2 separate regions of the Mus musculus genome follow, and region 2 is linked to region 1. A link is a contact called in public Hi-C data. All regions are on one chromosome and are shown on one strand. The core of a region is the stretch at or near the end of the contact, and the rest is flanking DNA. Distances in the headings are between cores, read along the strand shown. Region 1 has its middle 72 kb from the start of Gm38805. Region 2 overlaps Gm31279 (a long non-coding RNA gene).

Evidence for each region. A called contact is a pair of places that touch in the nucleus more often than the background predicts.
Region 2: a contact with region 1 is called in a Hi-C map of bone marrow-derived macrophages, with 3 times the contacts expected there. The contact joins two enhancer-like sites. A contact is called at or near these places in 2 of 484 Hi-C or Micro-C datasets (the N1E-115 cell line and bone marrow-derived macrophages), 1 of 115 datasets of contacts at active chromatin or transcription factors (pancreatic cancer cells) and 1 of 9 other capture datasets (embryonic stem cells).

What each region holds. Positions count from the first base shown.
Region 1 is chr6:50,035,767-50,039,986 of GRCm38.p6, reverse strand. No RefSeq gene overlaps it. Among named protein-coding and RNA genes, the nearest start is that of Gm38805, 72 kb to the left of the region's middle. Within about 2 kb of position 2,141, at least 25 of the 459 cell types and tissues checked have an H3K27ac peak or open chromatin away from gene starts, as enhancers often do. A contact at or near this core is called in bone marrow-derived macrophages and pancreatic cancer cells, where this site is marked.
Region 2 is chr6:50,534,662-50,538,881 of GRCm38.p6, reverse strand. It overlaps Gm31279 (a long non-coding RNA gene), which reads right to left. Exons shown (of 4, transcript XR_377652.4): 3 at 3,000-3,109; 4 at 867-1,947. Among named protein-coding and RNA genes, the nearest start is that of Gm26289, 3.3 kb to the left of the region's middle. Within about 2 kb of position 2,386, at least 46 of the 459 cell types and tissues checked have an H3K27ac peak or open chromatin away from gene starts, as enhancers often do. A contact at or near this core is called in bone marrow-derived macrophages and pancreatic cancer cells, where this site is marked.

The sequences.
Region 1 (4,220 bases), core at 892-3,391:
GTGCCCTTCACTCTAGCTTCCCTGACAAGCATGATGGGAATCTCTGAACCTAGGCTTTGCATTTTCCTAGCCAGAGGGAGGCTTTATAAAAAAGATTCGATCTCACTGCAGTTTTGCCTAAAGCTGTTTAGTGGCATCTGAGATCCTTGTTACACTATTCTTCTGAATACATGCCTCATCTGTGGTCAGGAGGCCCGTCCTGTCCTGCACCCTGCCCCACACCTGAGTTCTGGCCTCAAATACAGGTTACTGTCTCATCTCTTGGTCTTAGTATTGCTACATAGTTCCTGACCTAGAACATGTACGTCTTCCTCAGCAATTCCTGGTCTGCTAGATGGTCCAGTTTGCCGCTGGCTCCAGAACTCCTCTGCCTGAGGGGGCCCCAGGTCTGTCCGCCTTGCTTGGGGGTCTACCCATCTTCCTGACACACTCTTCGCTCTGTTTAGACTGTAGGTTTCCTGTGCTAGAACCATGTCTCTGTTAAGCACATCACATACCTATGGCCCATCTAGACTTCTCTAGTAAGGCATTCAAGCTGGGTGTGGTGAGTGATACCTACGATCCCAGAACTCAGGAAGCAAAGGCAGGATAATCAGGAGTTTGAGGTCAGCCTGAATGACAGAGAAGTTCTGTCTCCAAACGAACAAGAAGACCACCCTACAAAAATCAAGAAATATCTCTGAGACCACAATAGAGAGTGTGACTGTAGGGACAAGTGACTTCTCACTACCGTTATACTTATTAAGCACCTGTTTTGGAGAGGATGCAGTGCTGTGCTTGGTTACCGGGATTCAGAAGTACTAGATTTGCATGACTTAGATAACCGAGCTGGCAAAGTGGGTGTCAACCACACTAGGTCAGCACTGTTAAACACTGTATGGTGTACATCAGAATCTCTCGCTCATAGGACTGTAGGCTCTTGGCGCCATCTAACGCCTTCTGGCAAGGGGCAAACACTGAACTGCATTGACATTCAGCAGCAGTCCTGTGCCCCCTTCTAGCTGTCCTAAGCACCACTCCACCTTTAGCTGGGACTAGATGTCTCTGGACGTTCCCAGTGTACTCCCCTGACAGCAGTGCACAGCAGACTTGCCCCTGTTGGAGAAGCACTGATGTATACATTGATAGAGTCTGGACTGGAGAGAGAATGGAGACCACAGAGTTAGGGCGGGGATTTGAGACTTACGTCTAGGGAATGGCTCTGTAGGCCAGCTCGTGCCTTGCTAAGAATTTAAAACAAACAAATAAAGGCTGAAGAGATGGCTCAGCCAGTGCAGTGCTTGCCTTGCAAGCCTGAGGACTTGAGTTTGATATCCATAGCCCATGTACGACAAGCCAGATGTGCTGGCATGTGCTTGTAATCCCAGCACTTGGAGGAGACAGCTGGACACAAGGGCCCTGATGGACAATCCGTCTAGCTGAATCTTCAAGCCTCAGGTCCCAGGGGGTCCCAGTAGTCTTCGGAGGGTCACAGAGGCCAGGAAGGAGGAAGCTGTGCAGAGATACTTCCTGTAGCTGGTCCTTGGTATCTGGGGGGATAGCTGGAATCTCAGGTCTCACAAAGGCTCCAAAGCCATCAGCACACACAGCACCTCCCAGAAGGCAGCACTGTAAATGTTTGCTGAATTGAATTGAATTGCCTTAATGAACTTCAAACAAGGTTTCAGGTGACTTTGAATTAAACCAAGCCTGTTCCCTCAACCTCTTGTGGCCCATCACCAATGGAAGAGAACACATTTCACATCTGCTCGAAAACAAAAAGCCTGCTGGCTCAGATGCAAGTCCTGTTTTGTGCCTCAGTAACAAGTTAAAAACCCATCTCTCAACAGTCCCGTGATTCATGCGCCTGGCTGTGTTTGGTGACTGCGTTTTGCTGTTGTGGTGTGTATTGCTGTCTGTGTTATTTCAAGGTAGAACAAAGAAGGTTGCCAGATGACTAACTACAGGAAGAAAACTAGGATTAAAAAAATAAATATCAAATAAACAAAAACCCCAGCAGCTCTGAAATGATGGGCCAAGTTTTGGGATGGATCTTAGATGCCTGCTAAAGCCCACTCCTGAATAAGAAGGCCCTAAATCCCCAGCTGAGATTTTCTTCACAGAATTTTCTAAATCAATCGGAGATCTGTGATGAGTCAGCAGGTTTCGATTACGGGTGTCACAAAAATGTAATACAGTCATGTAAACAATGAGGCTCTGAAAACTTTGCTTCCCTTTCATTATAAAAAGCAAACAGCCACACTTGATTGATGGCTAACTGCCTTAGAAAGGTTGGAGAATTTCCTGTCCGTGGAATTCCCCAAGGTCTTTCATCCTTATAGCTGTTATTTTCCAGCAGAAAAGGACATCACATACTTTTTTAAATGAGAGAGAGAGAGAGAGAGAGAGAGAGAGAGAGAGAGAGAGAGAGAGGCAGACCCTGACCTCCAGACCTTTAGGGGCATTTGAAATAGTCATGATAGAACCACTGTACATAATAAGTGATGTTTTCCCTTGGTTTTCTATCTTGATTCTGACTGAAGCAAACCTAGAGAGTAAATGGCCATTTTTTTTTCAAACTTTTGTCTTGAAGTAAAAGTTCTCTCTGTCTTTAATTTTAAAAACTGTTATGGAATTTTCTGTTTGAAAGTATCAATTGTAAGGCTGAAAGACTTTGAGAAATCCAAGACTGGGATTTTTTTTTTCTCTACTAGCTGAGCATGGCCTTGATCTCATGATCTTCCTGCCTCTGTCAGGTGCTGGGATTTCTGTGCTAATACACCTGGCTTTAGGACCATTCCCATAAGGAGTTGACCTCAGACTAGGTGTGAGGGTTAATACTGATTATCAACCTGACTGGATCTAAAACCACTGACGGGAGCCCCTTTGGGCGTGTCCATGAAAAAATATCTAGATTAGGTTAATGAGGCAGAAAGACCCACCCTAATTGCAAGTGGTATCATTCCATTGGCTAGACTCCTGGGCTGAATCAAAAGGAGAAAGCAAACAAAGCTTAAGTTTTTGTTTCTCTCTGCTTTCTGTTGGTAGACGGTAGACGCTGATGTGACCAGCTGCCTCAAGTTCCTGCTGCCATGCCTTCTCCCACCATGATGGAATGTACTCTTGAACTGTGAACTAGACAAATGCCCTCTCCCTTAGCTTGGTTCGGTCAGTATTTTGTTATAGCATCGAGGACAGTAATTCACTAAGATGTTGGCTTCTTTGCTCTATGACCATCCAAGGACATTTGCTCTGTCCAACTCTCAACAGTAACAGAAGAGATAGAAGGCTTTTAGACACATTCAGGACAAACAGCCAGAGACAGGTGACAAATATGCAGCTGTGGAATGCTTTGCCATTGAGATCTGTACATGACTAGGCTCTAATGTACTATGAAAGGCTAGGAACTCCATGCAAGATGCTTTGGGTAAGATGATGTCTTCTTCTGTGTACTAGAGGAAGAAGCCTCTCATTTGAACATGCCAGGCTGCCAGGGAAAAATCTGAAAGCTAGAAGGCAGGCAACCTTGATGTGTTTAGTAAAATGTTGTCATTGACTGCAGTGTGCATTTTTTTTAAGATTTATTTATTTATTATATGTAAGTACATTGTAGCTGTCTTCAGCCACTCCAGAAGAGGGAGTCAGATCTCGTTAAGGATGGTTGTGAGCCACCATGTGGTTGCTGGGATTTGAACTCTGGACCTTCGGAAGAGCCGTCGGGTGCTCTTACCCACTGAGCCATCTCACCAGCCCACAGTGTGCATTTTTAAGGGCTAGACGTAAAGAACATACATGGACGCACTCAGCATTTGTTGAGCAAATGAATAAGTGAATGAATAGATTAGTGAATGAGTGTCTTAGTTAGGGTTTCCATTGCTGTAAAGAGACACCATGACCAAGGCCGAATTTATAAAGGACAATATTTAATTGGGACTGCCTTATACTTTCAGAGGTTTCATCCATTATCATCATGGCAGCAAGGCAGCATCCAGGCAGACAGGCGCTGGAGGAGCTGAGAGTTCTACATCTTGTTCTGACTGAAACCTGGAAAGACTGTCTCCCAAGTGGCTAGGAGGAGGGTCTCAAGCCCATTCCCACAGAGACACACTTCATCTAACAAGGCCACACCTCCTAATAGTGCCATTCCCTGGACCAAACACATTCAAACCACCATAGTGAGTGAGTACTGAACTAGGCTCTGGCAAAATTCATCCAATTTGACTGCTTTTAACTGCAGTATC
Region 2 (4,220 bases), core at 1,137-3,636, 500 kb before region 1:
TATGGGTGAGCCAGCCCTGAGGATGTGAGCATGGGAGAGTTAGCTCTGCCTTCCACCCGATGCATCAGTTGGGAGAGCAGGCCCTGAACCTTGCCTGGGCAGCATAGCAGAGCTGGTCCCCGATGTGAAGGTTGCAGGTGAGCTGGCCCTGCGCCTTGTCTGCTGGGCACTGGAGAGTAAGAAGGAATGACACCTTCTTCCCCTCCCCCACATCTATGGCTGATGAGAAATCTGGCCCTCAGGATTATGCGTGGGAGAGCTAGCCATGTTCCTAGCTGGCTGTAGCACTCAGGGCAGCAGTCCCTGCACCTCACCTGGGCACCTAGAGCTGGCACTGGTTGTGGGGGTTGAGGGTGAGCTAGCCCCAAGGGCATGAGAGCCCAGCAGGCAGGATGACCATCTCCGATGCCCCTCAGGCCCAGATCCAGGGCTTTCAATTGGTCCATCCCAATATCTACCCCATCATTGATCTGCTGGAGTGCAGGAAGGGGCTGGTTCTACAGATCCAAAACTACAGGATCTCCATGACACAGGGCAACAGCAGGATATCTGAGAGGCGTCCCAGTGAGGTTCCAGTGTAGATAGAGAGGCAGAAGGCAGGAGCTTCGTGCCAGACCAACGAGTCGTTGCAATGAGCATTTCAAACAAAGAAGTGTGGACAAAAGCGAATGCTGTGGGCATGCCAACACTATAGCTTCCACACAAGTTTTCTCTCTGTTGCAGGAAAAGGTTGTGGGGGGGGGCAGGTATGGGGAAGGGGGAGATGAGTGGGATTGGCATGCATGATGTGAAGTTCACAAAAAAAAATCAATAAAATGTTAAAATCTAAAACAAAATCAGAACAACAAGATAAGAACAACCCCATTCAACAGTGTTATTTAATTTCCAATAGAGAAGACATTGCAATCATTTAAGGAGTTAGGGAGGTCACACTTAGAACTGATCCAGGTGGCCTTTTCTTCCTAGTACAGAGCCGTCTGCCTTGGCTTCTGAGAGGTGCCTGGTCCCATGTTGCATGGACGTGGGACATCCAGGTGACCCACAGGGCTGACAAAGCTGCGATCACATTGTCAACCCATCAGCTGGAATCTACTCAGTAGTAATAAGATTCCCCAAAGCTTGGCTTGCTGGGCTCTGTCATCCAGCATCCATGGAAGAACTCCCAGGAGTTCTCAGCATTCTCAACCTACCTGAGTCTTCTCAGTCTTACCCACCAGGATGCTCCTGCAGAAAGGAGGTCAGGCCTCCCAAAGGGCTACCTGGGGCTGAAGTCGACTGTGGACTTCTGTGTCACTATTTTTAGTGTGCCTGCAGGTGTGCCCACACGTGTGACTTGTGTACTCATACATGTGTGTCCTTGTGTACATGCACGTGTATGCTCAATTTTATATGTGTGCAGTGCATGTCTACACATGTACTTCAGTCTCAAATGCCAGTTCACAGGTGCGGAACGCCTTGACTTTTGGACACAGGCTTTCTTTCCAAAGGCCATCGAGGTTGAAACGCACCTGTCTAGCTGGATGGTGGAGGCACATGCCTTTAATCAGGAGGACGATGAGGGGATCTCAGTGAGGTCTGGGTCAGCCCGATCTGCAGAGTGAGTTCTAGGATAACCAGGGCTCAATAGAGAAACCCTGTCTCAACCCCTCCAATAAAAGGAGGTGTATCTGTCGCCATCTCAAAGTGCCAGGTGACAAGCTTCTCCTTGGAATAAACTCAGATCTATCGTAGGAAGCAGGCACTGAATGGACAGACAGAGTTGTTGTCTCAGGCTCCGAGTGCTTCTGAATCTCACTCAGGCTGTAGATGTCACACTCTTGACTTGTAGCCCAGCCAACTCTCATTAAGGTCAGGAGGGCCAGGAACAGCAGTGTGTCTATTCAGCAGTCTATGCAGCTTCTTCCAGGGGGTTTCCCAGGGCAGCCAAAGGATGAAGGTATTTTGCTCCTTTAGTATGGCATGCATGAGGAAAAGGAAAGACAACATCACGTTAGGTAGGTGTACCAGTGGAAGCTCCTCCCATCCCTCATTAGTATGCGTTAAAGCAGGGACCCCAGCAAACTAGCTACACTAACGTGGTACTGCTATAGAACCACCACACGGGGGCAGTACAACATCAGTTTCTGACGGATTGCAGGACCAGCTGCCTTCCTGCCTTCCTTATTGGCAAGGACTGGGGTTTCTGTGCTCTCCAAACCTTCCTCCCTATTTCCTCACAAGGGACTATCGGGAGCACTAGCTACACAGCGTCCCAGTGCCTCCAAAAGAGCCAGCAGGGAGCACTGTCTGCACAGACCCTCAATGCCTCCCATAGGGCCAGCAGGGAGCACTTCACAGCTCCTCACCGCTGTGCACAAGGGAGGAACTTGATGCTCAGGCCAATTCCAGATGTGAGTCACAGGAAATAATTACTGCACATATGGGTGCCCAGCTTTCTTCTCTCCAACAGAGAGGACTTCTGATTCATGGGGAATATGTGGTTGCTATGAGCCGCCATGTCACTTCTCTCAGATTTGGGCACTAAGATTTGGGGGTGGGGGTGGGGTGGAATGGGGTTTGTTTTTTAAAGAGAGTGTCATGAATTCTAGACTGGCCTCAAACTCTCTATGTTAGAAGATGACCTTGACGGTCTGGTTCTCTTATCTCCACCCCCACAATCTTAGGATTCTGGCCATGAACCACCTGACTTGATTTGATGCTGGCCAAGAACCCAGGGACTCCAGCAGGCTAGGCACACTGAGTGATAGCACTAGGCCTGTTGGTTTTCTTCAAAGATTTTTGGGATACAACTGGGGTGCACTGATGCTTGAGTGTACATTTATTAGAAGGGGAGGTGGGCATTGTGGGTATAGTGTGGTAAGTGGATGTGTAACACTGCAGGCTCCCCTCCCCCTTCCCTATCCCCCCTCCCCCACCCCGCCTTTAGCAGCACACTGCCACTGAAGCCTCGAAGGCTCAGGACTGACTTCTTGGTTTCCAGTCCCAATGGCACCGCTTACCAGTATGAGATCTCGGCCATGTTAGCGAACCTCCGTCCTCGTGCAGCCCATGTTACACAGAAAGTGAAGTCACTACTTGGTCACGTGAGAGCGGGTCCCCTCTGAGAGCCCTGGTGTCAGAAGCCATGCAGTCACGCTGAGCCATTTCCCAGTGGCTGACTCTTCCCCGCCCTGCCCTCTGCATAGGAAAGTTGTTTGGTCTGCGGTGGGCACTCAAATATGGATTGAGCCTGGCTGCCTGTCACTGTCTGAAAACTTCTCAACAAACTATCACATGGGTTCTGCTGCCAGACAGAGTATTTCATATATCACCCAAACTAGGGTGCTGTTAATAATTACAGTGGGAAAACAGTTTAATCCAGGATGGCTCTGGTCAGTGAAGCAGAGTGTATGGTGACCTGTGCTATGACTCTCTGACACAGGAGAAGGAATCAAGACAGCAGGTTCACTAACATGGCCTCTTTGGTTGACGGTTTAGTCTCTGGGAGCTCTTGGGGAGTGGGGGGTTCTGGTTGGTTGATATTGTTGTTCCTCCTTGGGATTGCAAACCCCTTCAGCTCCTCAGTCCTCCTCCTAACTCCTCCATTGGGGCCCCCATGCTCTGTCTGATCATTGGCTGTGAGCATCTGCATCTGTATTGGTCAGGATCTGGCAGATGTCGATTCTTTTACACAAAAATAGTAGGTTATTTTCTGACTTCCACTTGGTGCTCAATTGCCGTCATACATTCCAAGACTGTGTAGTCTGCTTGGACTCAGTAGAGACTTCTACAAATGGTGGCTAGATACCATGGGTTAGTATTATAGAGGTCTTCTGGGGGGTTTTTGGTCTGGGTTTTTTGTTTGTTTGTTCTTGTTTTTTTGCCCAATCTGACTGTTGATGCTAACAGTTCCTGAGAGAAGTACTGAAGTCAGTTTTCATTTAAATGTGTCTCTCGTTGCAGTCCGGCCTGGCTTTGTTTCAGGCACTTGGTACATTCACAGTTATGGTTGTTCTGTTGTCTTGGAGAACTATCCCCTGGTCATTTTGTGGTAGTGGTTCTCCCTGCTAACAGCCATTGTTCTAAAGTCTGCTTATAAGTGTGCTCTTTAAATTCCTTTATTTTATTGTATTTCTTTTATGTCCATGAGTGCTTTGCCTGTATGTCTGTCTGTCTGTGTACTACATCCATACCTGGTGCTTGAGAGTCCAGAAGAGGGCATCAGATCTCCTGGTACTGGA